4 separate regions of the Pan troglodytes genome follow, and all the other regions are linked to region 1. Evidence: chromatin contacts called from public Hi-C and HiChIP or PLAC-seq data. All regions are on one chromosome and are shown on one strand. Each heading gives the region's core, a stretch centred on a gene start, on an enhancer-like site or on the middle of the called end of the contact. The rest is flanking DNA. Distances are from core to core; before and after follow the strand shown. Region 1 holds the start of SRL (sarcalumenin). Region 2 overlaps ADCY9 (adenylate cyclase 9). Region 3 holds the start of CORO7-PAM16 (CORO7-PAM16 readthrough). Region 4 holds the start of ADCY9 (adenylate cyclase 9).

What was found. A called contact is a pair of places that touch in the nucleus more often than the background predicts. HiChIP or PLAC-seq counts read pairs in DNA pulled down with a chosen protein or histone mark.
Region 2: a contact with region 1 is called in a Hi-C map of stem cell-derived neural progenitor cells, with 3 times the contacts expected there. The contact joins the enhancer-like site here to the promoter of SRL in region 1. A contact is called at or near these places in 2 of 7 Hi-C or Micro-C datasets (induced pluripotent stem cells and stem cell-derived neural progenitor cells) and 1 of 1 datasets of contacts at active chromatin or transcription factors (stem cell-derived excitatory neurons).
Region 3: a contact with region 1 is called in an H3K4me3 HiChIP or PLAC-seq map of stem cell-derived excitatory neurons, with 2.1 times the contacts expected there. The contact joins the promoter of CORO7-PAM16 here to the promoter of SRL in region 1. A contact is called at or near these places in 2 of 7 Hi-C or Micro-C datasets (induced pluripotent stem cells and stem cell-derived neural progenitor cells) and 1 of 1 datasets of contacts at active chromatin or transcription factors (stem cell-derived excitatory neurons).
Region 4: a contact with region 1 is called in an H3K4me3 HiChIP or PLAC-seq map of stem cell-derived excitatory neurons, with 4 times the contacts expected there. The contact joins the promoter of ADCY9 here to the promoter of SRL in region 1. A contact is called at or near these places in 1 of 7 Hi-C or Micro-C datasets (stem cell-derived neural progenitor cells) and 1 of 1 datasets of contacts at active chromatin or transcription factors (stem cell-derived excitatory neurons).

Annotation. Positions count from the first base shown.
Region 1 is chr18:6,899,769-6,902,760 of NHGRI_mPanTro3-v2.0_pri, forward strand. SRL (sarcalumenin) reads right to left here and starts at 1,477. Exons shown (of 8, transcript XM_063797662.1): 1 at 1-1,477.
Region 2 is chr18:6,646,406-6,649,397 of NHGRI_mPanTro3-v2.0_pri, forward strand. All of the region lies in intron 3 of ADCY9 (adenylate cyclase 9), which reads right to left. Among named protein-coding and RNA genes, the nearest start is that of ADCY9, 110 kb to the right of the region's middle. Within about 2 kb of position 1,391, at least 4 of the 24 cell types and tissues checked have an H3K27ac peak or open chromatin away from gene starts, as enhancers often do. A contact at or near this core is called in stem cell-derived neural progenitor cells, where this site is marked.
Region 3 is chr18:7,063,397-7,066,388 of NHGRI_mPanTro3-v2.0_pri, forward strand. It overlaps CORO7-PAM16 (CORO7-PAM16 readthrough), which reads right to left and starts at 1,606. Exons shown (of 31, transcript NM_001347979.1): 1 at 1,447-1,606. The coding sequence starts at 1,506. CORO7 (coronin 7) reads right to left here and starts at 1,606. Exons shown (of 28, transcript NM_001347980.1): 1 at 1,447-1,606. The coding sequence starts at 1,506.
Region 4 is chr18:6,760,783-6,763,774 of NHGRI_mPanTro3-v2.0_pri, forward strand. It overlaps ADCY9 (adenylate cyclase 9), which reads right to left and starts at 1,593. Exons shown (of 11, transcript XM_016929306.4): 1 at 1,460-1,593; 2 at 1-1,255. The coding sequence starts at 1,212.

The sequences.
Region 1 (2,992 bases), core at 227-2,726:
CATCTCTTTAAAAAAAAAAAAAAAAAAAAAAGATAGGCCAAGAGCAGTGGGTGACGTCTGTAATCCCAGCACTTTGGGAGGCCGAGACGGGCAGATCACCTGAAGTCAGAAGTTTAAGACTAGACTGGCCAACATGGTGAAACCCGTCTCTACTAAAAATACAAAAAAATTAGCTGGGCGTGGTGGCGCACACCTGTAATCCCAAATAACTCGGGAGGCTGAGACAGAAGAATCACTTGAACCCGGGAGGCAGAGGTCCACTGCACTCCAGCATGGGTGACAAACCGAGGCTCTGTCTCAAAAACAAATAGAGATGAGGTCTTGCTATGTTGTCCAGGCTAGTCTAGAAATCCAGGGCTAAAGCCATCTTCCCCCTTCAGCCTCTCTAGTAGCTGAGACTACAGGTTAGAACCACCAACCCAGACTTCTCCCTGTACATTTCGATAATTATTTCAAAACTTAAAAATCTGAAAGAAAGCAAACTGCTTGATAGTGGCAGAAAGCAAGCATGAGGGGATTCTGGGGCTTGCTGGGGGTGTTGGCTACCTGGGTGTATGTTCAGTTTGTGAAAATTCACGGAGCGCCTAAGCTATGCACCCTCTTCTGAATGTGTTACCCAGTACTCCAATAAAAGGCTTTTGGCCCTGCAGAGGTGGCTCACGCCTGTAATCCCAGCACTTTGGGAGGCCAAGGCGGGCGGAGCACCTGAGGTCGCGAGTTCGAGACCAGCCTGACCAACATGGAGAAACCCCGTCTCTACTATAAGTACAAAATTAGCCGGGCGTGGTGGCGCATGCCTGCAATCCCAGCTACTCAGGAGGCTGAGGCGGAAGAATCGCTTGAACCCGGGAGGCGGGGGTTGCGGTGAGCCGAGATCGCGCCACTGCACTCCAGCCTGGTCAACATGAGCTAAATTACGTCTAAAAAAAAAAAAATTAAAACAGCCGAGCTGGAGGTGTGTGCCTGTAATCCCAGCTACTCAGGAGGCTGAGGCGGGAGGCTTGCTTGAGCCCGGAAGATGGAGGCTGCAGTGAGCCGAGATCGCGTCACTGCACTCCATCCTGGGCGACACAGCACGACTCTTTTAAAAACAGGTTTTGTTGAGTGCCGCATTGATCCGGTCCCTCCCACGCCCCCTGTGCTTCACAAAAACGTCAGGTCCGAGCTCCGGCGCGGCGGTCTCCTCCGGCGCGGCGGTCTCCTCCGCGGGTCTGGCCCGGGACTCGGCAGAAGGACGAGCAGCTCCTTGGGGCCGGCAGTCTCCCATCGCACTCAGATTGACACGGCAATGTTTCGGATACTTTGGGTAAAAATTAAATGTTTTACGAAAAGTCCTGTCACCCGTTTCTTGATTAGTTTTTACGGCGGCTTCCAGAACCTTTCGTCAGCGCGAGCTCAGTGCCCGGAGGCCGCCGTCACCTGCTCTCCGGTAAGGCCCTGGGCAGGCGGGCAGCGCGCTGAAGGAGTCCGGGAGCAGATCGTGCGTGAGAGCGCGCGCGCGCGCCAGGCGCGGGGGCGGGGCCAGACGTGCGTGCTGGCGGGAGCGCGCGCGCCATGGCCTGAGGCGTCTGGGAACATGCGCGGCGAGGGGACGGGCGGGGCGAGTCCGGGAAGGGGCGGGGCCGCAGCCGCGCCCCTGACTTCCACCGCCTGCGGGTGAGACCGCCTACCATCGCCCGGCGCGCTTGAGCATGCAAGGGGAGGTGGGATTCCCCTGGCCCGCCCCCAAGCCACGCCTCTGGCCTATGAGAACTGAGCTGTCCCGCAGGGACCGAGAGAGGAGCCTCCGCTTTCGCAGGGGCTGGGCGTTCCGGGCGCACTGCGCCCTCTGTTGATCCTCTTAGGAGCTGCGTGGGGACCGTCGGGCCTGCCGTTTCGCACCTGGCCGAAAGGGGTCGCTGTGCCGGGCCAGCTCCTATGTAACTTTAGCTGGATAATCTCAGCAAGAGAAAATTGGCTGCAGTGCAAAGAAGCCAGGCTCAAAAGGCTGAGTTATCCCATTTATATGACATGTCACAGGTAAGACTATAGCAACATAGATCAGTGGCTCCTAGGGGCTGGGTTGACCACCAAGAGGCATGGGGAGCATTGGAAATGAAGGAACTAATTCATATTTTTTTATTTTGCTTTGGTTTTATTATTTATCTATTTATTTATTTTTGAGACAGTTTCGCTCTTGTTGCCCAGGCTGGAGTGCAATGGCGCGATCTCGGCTCACCGCAACCTCCGCCTCCTGGGTTCAAGCGATTCTCGTGCCTTAGCCTCCCGAGTAGCTGGGATTACAGGCATGCGCCACCACGCCCAGTTAATTTTGTATTTTTAGTAGAGACAAGGTTTCTCCATGTTGGTCAGGCTGCTGTCGAACTCCCGACCTCAGGTGATCCGCCCACCTTGACCTCCCAAAGTGCTGGAATTACAGGCGTGAGCCACCGCACCCGGCATGTTTTATTTTTTTTTAATCATATCGTGATCATAGTGGTGGGTAGGAAACTACGCATTTGCGTGTAGGAAACACGCAAAACCAAATATCAGAAAGTGTGACTTCTACTAAATGTAACTACTTTCATTTTTTAAATTTTTTTTTTTTTTTTTTTTTTTTTTAAGATGGAGCGTCGCCCTGTCACCCAGGCTGGAGTGCAGTGGCACAATCTCAGCTCACTGCAACCTCCACCTCCCGGGTGCAAGTGATTCTCCTGCCTCAGCCCCACCAGTAGCTGGGACCACAGTTACTGGCATTCGCCACCATGCCAGGCTAATTTTTGTATTTTTAGTAGAGACGGGGTTCCACCATGTTGGCCAGGCTGGTCTCAAACTCCTGACCTCAAGTGATCCGCCCACCTCGGCCTCTCAAACTGCTGGGATTACAGGCATGAACCACTACTGTGCCCAGCCTAATTTTTGTATTTTAGTAGAGTTGGGGATTCACCATGTTGGCCAGGCTGGTCTTGAACTCCTGACCTCATGTGATCCACCCGTCTCGGCCTCCCAAAGT
Region 2 (2,992 bases), core at 141-2,640, 250 kb before region 1:
TTAAGACCAGCCTGGTCAACATGGCGAAACCCTGTCTCTATTAAAAATACAAAAATTAGCTGGGTGTGGTGGCACACACCTGTAATCCCAGCTACTGGGGAGACTGAGGCAGGAGAGTCGCTTGGACCCGGGAGGCAGAGGTTGCAGTGAGCTCAGATTGTGCCACTGCACTCCAGCCTGGGCGACAGAGCAAGATTCCTCAGCTACCTTCTTTTTGAGGGATAATTTTCTAGATAAAAACTTTCAAACAAATGAAACAAAAGAAATCTTAGAGCTGGGTGTGGTGGCTTGCTTGAGCCCAGGAGTTTGAGATCAACCGGGCAATGTATCAAGACCCTATCTCTACAAAAGCTTTTTAAAAATTTTAGAAATTAGCTGGGCACAGTGGTGTGTGCCTGTAGTCCCAGCTACTCAGGAGGCTGAGGTGGGAGGGTCGCTTGAGCCCAGGAGGGAGAGGCTGCCATGAGCTATGGTCATGCCACTGTACTGCAGACTAGGTCATAAAGCAAGACCTTGTCTCTTTAAAAAAGAAAAAAGAAGCCGAGCGCAGTGGCTCACGCCTGTAATCCCAGCACTTTGGGAGGCCAACATGGGTGGATCACAAGGTCAGGAGATTGAGACCATCCTGGCCAACATGGTGAAACCCCGTGTCTACTAAAATACAAAAAATTAGCCTGGCGTGGTAGTGCACGCCTGTAGTTTCAGCTACTGGGGAGGCTGAGGCAGGGGAATCTCTTGAACCCGGGAGGTGGAGGTTGCAGTGAGCCGATATCGTGCCACTGCACTCCAGCCCAGGCAAAAGAGCAAAACTCTGTCTCAAAAAAAAAAAAAAAAAAAAGAAAGAAAGAAAGAAAAGAAAAGAAAAGAAAAAAAGAGAAATCCATCTACCCAATGGAGAGATTCTCATCTCAACATCCCCTTCTGAGCTGTAGTTAGAGGCCCCTTCCGTACCAGGAGGGTCCCACCATGCAATGGTGGGTGGGTTTGTTTCCCTCCCCTGACCTCCTACCCCCCAACCCCAATGGCAATTTTCCTTGAGTGATTCATTAGCTTAATTTTAATCTGGATTAAGACATTTCACAAACTGTTTTTTGCCAAGCACGGATGCCTCTGTGAAATGTTTCCCAGCCGGCTAAACAGCGTCTCCCCCTGCACAGCTGCAGGCATCTCCACCCCTGCTGAGAAGCCCTCCCTGGGAAGAGTATTTCCAACTCCAGGAAGCTCCAGGCATGGAAGCACCTCACTGCCTTGGGAGACAACTCTAGCGGCTGGCTCACAGGGAGCCGCACGGGCAGGCACGTTAGAGAAAAAGCAGTGTCATAATGACAGTAGCTACTATGACTTAGGAATGTCTATTGGCCAAGATCCTACCCGTGAACAAGTCGGGCCCCCATCCACACAATATCTGCAGTCTCGACTGTATGATCTCGTCCTTTGCAGCCACACTGTGAGGCAGCAATGATCATTCCGCAGACGGCCACAGACTCCAGGGCCCTGGGACCCGGACCACCGTCATATGGCTCTGGCCCCCTTTCCTGGCACAAGGAGGACCCAGGAATAATCCTGGCACCCTGCTCTCCTGGGCCTTGTTTCCCTAGAGTGACCTGAGCAGCCATGCCTGTCCTCCTGGTTCTTCCAAGCAGCACCCTGGGCCCTCCGGCATCAAGGGAAGTTTCAAGACTTCTAAGGTCCTCCCAGCAGCACGCCTGGCGGGCCAGGGAGTTTGCTGGCTGTTGCCTGGGTAACCTGAGATTCCCTGGAGAACACCCAAGAGCAAACTCTGCATTTTTCTGGATTATCTTTGCTCCTTCCCCCATGTGGACGTGGGCTTTGGAGGGAAGAGTGTAGCCATTTCTCTAACACACTTGGGCACATCTGCATTTGTTTTTAACACATTTCAGGACGTGCACCCTACATTCCGGTCAAAATATATGGCACAAAGCTATAAAATCGTTTTTTCTTCAAGGTTATTTCTCATCACAAGATAAATCATTTCTAAGCCAACAGCTGTCCCTTTTCAAAACTGTCAAGGGAGGGAGTGGGGAAACCTCTTTTCTCAGAAACGAGGAGGATACACCAGTAGAAGAGCCCTGGCTTTGCCTGCTTCGTCTTCTCAACACGACTGTCTTGCAAGATGTCGTGTTATCAGAAGCATCCTTTGCTCCCAAACTCAAAATGATGTTAACATGGTGAACAGAAATAGTCATGATATTGCAACCACAATAACCACAAACACAATTTCCTGAGGTGTTCTTTGAAACTCCTTGTATCTGCTTAGCCCTCGTAAGCAACCACGATGCAGGTAGTATGATCGGTTCCATTTTACAGATGAGGACACTGAGACAGAGCAGGCACTGGCCCAGAGCCACACAGTACGGTCGGAACCGCATAAAGAGGCGGTGAGCCCAGGCAGCAGAGCTCCTGGCCCCAACGATCTCCAGGTGAACGGGGCAGCCCGTCAGTGCGGCAGAGCCATGGGGCTAACTCTATGTTCCTGGCATTGCTGTTTAAGCTAACAGGTTAGGTACGGGCATAAGTACAAAATAGAGTATTTCTGCTAATGAAACATTAGAAAAAAATAGAAGCAGAATATTAGAAGAAAAGATAAGCAGTAATTATCACAGAAAAAGAAGTTTTCTTACATCCCCAAAGCAGTAAGAACAGACAGCAGATGGCCTGAGAATACTAGACAAGGCACCACATGAGCACACACGTGTAAAACTCACACACACAATCTCAGAGCCACACGGGGCGGAGTCGAAAAGTCCCTGGACCTCTCACTCAATCCCTCGGCCCTGAAGGACCACTGGGCTCAATAACCAGGCTGGTGATGACGATCCGAGTCAAGAATAGATGAAAATATACTCAGCAGACTGTCAGGCAGGAAGACTGTTACCAGCTGTGGAAACAGTCCATCATGAAGTCTAGATAAGAAAACATTTGGCATTTGGGGAAATTTCATGGAAATGCAATATTTCACTCTCTGGCAATG
Region 3 (2,992 bases), core at 356-2,855, 160 kb after region 1:
GTCACCACACCTGACTAATTTTTTTTCTTTAACTTGTTGTTCAGAGGGGTTTCGCAATGTTGCCCAGGCTGGTCTCGAACTCCTGAGCTCAAAGCAGTCCACCCAAAGTACTGGGATTACCGTGAGTCATGGTATCCAGCCCCTCCCCCTAACTTTTCAATGGCTCTGCACTGCATTCAGAATAAAACCCAACTTCTTCCGGTGGCCCTTGGGTTCTGCAGGACCACTCTGGACTCATCTGTCACCATACTGCCCCGGCCATCCCCTCCGTCCACTCATGCTCACTTTCCATTTCTCCACCAGGCTGTTTCTCAATTCTCACCCTTCTGGCCTCAGCTAAAATGCCATCTACTCCAGGCAGCCTTTCCTGACCACGCTACTGAGACTGGCCCCCTCCATTCTCCATCCCAGTCCCTCATGTGTGTTCTTCAATGTCGTTATGAAAACCTCCAATGCTCTTGTTTGTCTGCTTGCTGTCTCCCTCATGAGGCTACAGGTGCCACAGGGGAAGGAAAATGCCGTTGTGTTCACCGGGATGTCTCCAGCAGCTTAGCACAGCATAAAGTGGAAGCAGAGGAAATATAGTCCAGACTACAAAAACGGAACCTCTACCCAGACTGCCCTGACTTGCTCTGGGACCCTGATGGGGTCACTTGAGGTCAACTCCTAGGCCCAGTTATCGGAGGACACTCCCAGGCCTTACAAATAACACGGAAAGCGGAAGAGCAGAGCTGACATCGTTTCCAAGGCGCACCCCTCATCAGTCCTCCTGCCGTTTCGGGGGTCCGAAGGGTCTCCCGGCACCTGGCTCAGCAATTCTTTGGGGCTCCACCTGCTCAGGCTTCCCCAGGCCCCACCCAGCCGTGGCAGCATCACCGAGATAAAGGAAGAGCTTGCGCCAGCAGCGAGAGGAGGAAGCACCGGCGGAAACCCGAGGGAGGGGCGCGTGCGGCCGAGGGGCTCCCTCCCCACCACTGACACACTCGGGCTCGCCGGGGCCAGAGGAGAGAGGGGCGTCTCCCCACAGCCCAGCCAGGGGCAGGGGCGACCCGGGGCGGCAGGGAGGAGGAGCCAGGCGCCGGCAGCGCCCCGAGCCCCGGCTCCCGGCGAGGCCGACCGGAAGCTGGGAAGGCAGGCGGCCTCGCAGGCCTGGGCCCCGGCTAGGAGGGCTGCGCCGCCTCGGGGGTCCCGGGGCGAGGTGGGCGAGGCGGGCAGACCGCCAGGGTCACCGAGCGCCAGAGCGAGTCACGGGAGTGCCGGACTCTGCCCTCCGGCGGCGACGAAACGGCCCGGACGCCGGGGCCCTGGCCTGAAGGGGGTTCCTCGGGGATGGAGGTCTCGGGGGTCCAGACGGCCCTGGGGGGCACCCCTGTGGGGTCCGGGCAGGGGGAGGGGCAGCCGGACGGGGCCTGAGGCGACAGCGCCCGGTCCTCGGGCCGGACTCACCTCGCGGCGGGGCGGCCGAGCCTCGGTGTGCCGGAACTTGGACACCCTGAAGCGGTTCATGGCGACGGGCACGGCGGCGGACGCGTCTTCGAGGACCCCGGGCGTCGGGTCTCAGGTGCACGCTGAGCAACCGCGACTCCCGCTGCCTCGGCCCCACCCAGGACCCAATGCCGCGGTCACGCCCCCCGGCACGCCCCACTGCCAATCGCAGCCGTCTCCGGCCCCCTGGGCCACGCCCCCAAGCCCCTCTCCTTTCGCGCGCGCACCACCGGTCCCGCCTCCCGGCCAATCCAGGTACGGCCGCCCCGCGAGGCCACGCCCTGATACCGAGGGGACGGACTGGCGCGGGTGGGAGGTCACGTGAGGCGCAGCTGTCAGCCCACGTCTCCTGCGGTGCTTGCTTGCGTGGGGTCTGGGCTGCAGCATTCGCGATTTTGTGTGCAGGATTTGCTGTGGAGTCTTTGCGGTGTACCTAGCACGCCTTCCAGCACTATCTACCTCTTCCTGTAGAGAGGGGAGAAATTAGCTCCATTTCAGAGACAGGAAACCCCCGGCTAAAGGAGAGTGTAAACTGTCGGTCCCCAGGTCACACCAGTGGTAAGAGGCAGAGGGGGAACACGGGCCCAGGTCTAAAGCAAATCCCTGTCCACCGGGCCTACTCAAAAGCCTCTGCATCGGGCCAGGCGCTCTGCATCCGGCCAAGCGCGGTGGCTCAGGTCTGTAATCCCGAACTTTGGGAGACTGAGGCAGGAGTATCCCTTGAGCCCAAGAGGTCGAGGCTGCAGTTATCTGTGATCGCGCCACTGCACTCCAGCCTGGGAGACAGAAAGAGACCCTGCCTCTAAAAATAATAATAATAATAGCTTTTAATTTTTCTTTAGTATTTATTCATTTATTTGACACGGAGTCCCTGTCACCCAGGCTGGAGTGCAGTGGCGCGATCTCGGCTCACTGCACCCTCTGCCTCGCGGGTTCAAGCAATTCTCTTGCCTCAGCCTCCCGAATAGCTGGGATTACAGGCGCCTGCCACCGCGCCCAACTAATTTTTTATTTTTAGTAAGAGACGGGGTTTCACCATGTTGGTCAGGCTGGTCTCGAACGAGACTCAAGCAGTCCTCCCAACTTGGCCTGCCAAAGTGTGGGGATTATAGGAATGAGCCAACGCACCCAGCTGATTCTTGCATTTCTAAGGTTTGAAAAGCAATGCTTACATTTTATCTTAGTTCGGGCAGAAGTATATTTACTGTGAACCAAAGTCACTTGTGGTTTATTGAAAAGGCTTTTTGTTTGTTTGTTTTGAGACAGAGTCTCACTCTGTTGCCCAGGCTGGAGTGCAGTGGTGTCATCTCAGCTCACTGCAACCTCCACCTCCTGAGTTCAAGCGATTCTCCTGCCTCAGCCTCCCAAGCAGCTGGGATTACAGGTGTGCGCCACTACTCCTAATTTTTGTATTTTTAGTAGAGATGGGATTTTGCCATGTTGGCCAGGCTGGTCTCAAACTCCTGACCTCAAGTGATCCACCTGCCTCAGCCTCCCAAAGTGCTAG
Region 4 (2,992 bases), core at 343-2,842, 140 kb before region 1:
GGTGAAGCCCACGATATCTGCAAATAAAATACTGACTTCTTCGATCTGCTGCATCTTAAAAGGGCGGAAGGCTATAGGAGCTTTTTGGATGGAAGACTTTTTCTTCCTGTTCTTGGGGCTCGAGGTGGCATGCCTCTTGACAGAATTCTCACTCTCCTCATCTCCCTGCTTCATTAAGTCATCGGCTATGATTCTTGGCATCACGGAATGAATCATCCTCTCTTTGAGGGCTTTTTCCACTTCCAGGTCCTTCCCGTGCATAATGGATTGCCCCACCTTGAGGAAGGTGCTCCTGGACCTCACCTGGGACATGACGAACAGGTGGACCCCGATGGCGTGGATGCAGCCGTGGAGCAGCGCCCTGCTCAGCAGCTCCCAGTGCAGGGCCCCGGCTCCGGGCGAGGGGAAGCAGGCTTCATCCCGGAAATGGTAGCCAAAGGTCTCGAAAAGGACAGAGTAGGCCACCCCCAGACACAAGCTCAGGTACAAAGGTAAGTGCATGACGGTATAGAGCAAAAAGAGCACTTCGATGCACATGGAGAAGCTCCCCACTTGAGATAAGCAAGTATCTGTGGGCCGGGCTGTGGCCGTAAGGTTGGAGCTGTCGCCGCGTCCTGAGACAGGCGTCAAGACCTGGAACTGCGCAGCCAGGGTCAGGGCGAACACCAGCAGGGTGAGAGCCAGCGAGGTCCACGCGTAATGCCGGGCGTACAGCTTGGTGAAGGTAAACAGAAAGAAGCCCACACACACCAGGAGGAAGCACAGCGCGGGGGCGACCATGACGATCAGTCTGGATCTCATGTGGACCGCAAAATAGATGCTCCACAGAAGGCAGGCGAAGCCGATGTAGAAGAGCGCATATCGGAACCGGCGCTGGGTCTGCGGGAAGCAGCGCTCCAGGCAGGCCTCCTCCAGGTTCACCGAGTCGAACTTGGGGTCCCACCAGCGGCTGGAGGCCCTCTCGAACAGCTGGGGCAGCTTCTTCTGCCTGCGCAGCCGGCCTCCGCCGCCCACTCGCCGGGGGACGCCCCCGGAGTCCCCAGAGCTGCTGCAGCTAGAGGAGATGCTGTATTTGCAGTGCTTGGGGTGGCTGTTGGAGGACAGCTGCTTGGGGTTGATCTTGACGCGCACGCTGTTGCTGTCCCCGCTGGAGTCGCAGCTCACCTCGGTGCTGTGGTGATGCAGCAGCTGCTGGTGGGGCGGGGAAGCCATGTTGTCGAGTCCCGGGGCCTGCCCCGGCCGGGGTCACCAGTACCTGCCAGCAAAACGGGGAGAGTTAGCGGCGCTCCCACCTAGGCACGCACGCCTAGAGGCCCGGGACCTGCTCCTGTCCTAAGGGGCGGCTCCAGCACGCGACCTGGACAGGCACCATCTGTTCCTGTGGTTCCCGGCTCAGCGGTGCTCCCACCGCCCCCACCGCCCCCACCTTCGAGGCGCACGAGAACCGCTCGGGACGGACCTAGAACGCCCGGGGGTCCCCGCCGCGTGGCCGCGTGGCTCCGGGACCGCTTTGCTCGCTCGCCTTCCGCGCCTCTCGCCCCGAGGGTGGCCTCCGCGCCGCGCGGCTTCTCCTCCTCGCGCGCTCGCCTCCTCCAGCTGCGGCTCCGGAGGGAAGTTCAGACCTTGAGCGCTCCCAGCCCCGCGAGCCGCCTGCGCACAAACAACTCCGCTGGCGGCGCGGAGCCCTCCATCCTGCAGGAGCCGCGCTCCGATGCGTCAAAGGCGGCGCGCGGCCGGCCCCGGCCCCGACCCCGACCCCGACCCGGAGCAGCGAGCTTCGGCGGGCGCCCCCGGCCCGCGCTCCCCGGCCGCCCCCCGCGCTCCGGGCCGGCCCTGCCCGCGGCGGCGGGCGCTGGGGGTGGGGGCGCCCCGGGCTGCGAGTGCGGAGCCCGTCGGCGCGGCCCGTCTAGCGGGGCCTGCTTCCCCCCGAGTGCGCCGCCGCTCCCGCCGCGGCCGCAGCTGTCCCGGGACCGAGCGCGTGGAACCACGGACGCGGGCCCCTCACCGGGCGGCGGTGCAGACGCTGCCGCAGAGCCGGGCTCCCGCGACGCCGGCCGGGACGCCCGCCCGCCCGCGCCCACGCCGGGGGCCGCCTCCCCGAGCTAGAGATGCGGCCGCCGCCGCGCCCGCCGCCGTGTCCCCCGCGGCCGCTGCCTCATGTCGGAAGAGCTGCCGCCGCCACCATCTCCGGCCCCCGCCCCGCCCGCTGTCACTGACAGACGCGCGCCCGCGCCGCCCCTCGCCCAGCCGCAGCGCGCACGCGCGGCCCGCGCACGCCGCCGCCGCCTCCTGGCCCCGGACACGCGCACGGGCCGCGCGCCGCCCCGCCTTGGTGCGCGCGCTAGGCTGGGGCTGGGGCTGCGGGGCGGGGCGGGGCGGGGCGCGCACTCGGCTCCGCCCTCCGCCCCGGGCGGCGCCGCTTCTAGGCGGCGGGCTGTGGCCACTGTCCGCGCTCCGGGCGCTGTGGGCCCGGCCTCTCTCGGCGCCCCAGAGGCCGCGCGCCGCCCGGGGTCCCGACCCTGCGGAGAGACCTGAAGGCGCCTGCCGTGGAAGGAGCCGCTGGCCGCAACGTTTGAGAAATCAAAATGTTGCCTTCCCACTCGGCACGCCTTTGGGATAAATCGAAGTTTCCAACCGTTGGATTTCCCTCCCGGGAGGCTCCCCTTGCTCTGTAAGCAATGAATGCGGGCCCCGGGGCACTCGGCCTGCCCTGGACCTGCTCACGGGGCGACCTTCGCGGGCCAAACCTCCAAAGCTGGGCCCACCGACGACCACGTTCCCCCGCCCCAGGGGTAGTTTACCTTGCTGTCCTTGAGCCCTTCTCATCCTCCTCATGAACTATTGCTTTTCCTTTTACACAAATGAGACTTTCAAAGGAGTCCGCGTCCTATAATGGCAGTTGTGCATTGGCCTCCATAAACATTGCCACGTGTAAATAAAATCCTATTCTCTCTAGCATGCAGATCCCGACCCCTTCTCCCCACACTCCACA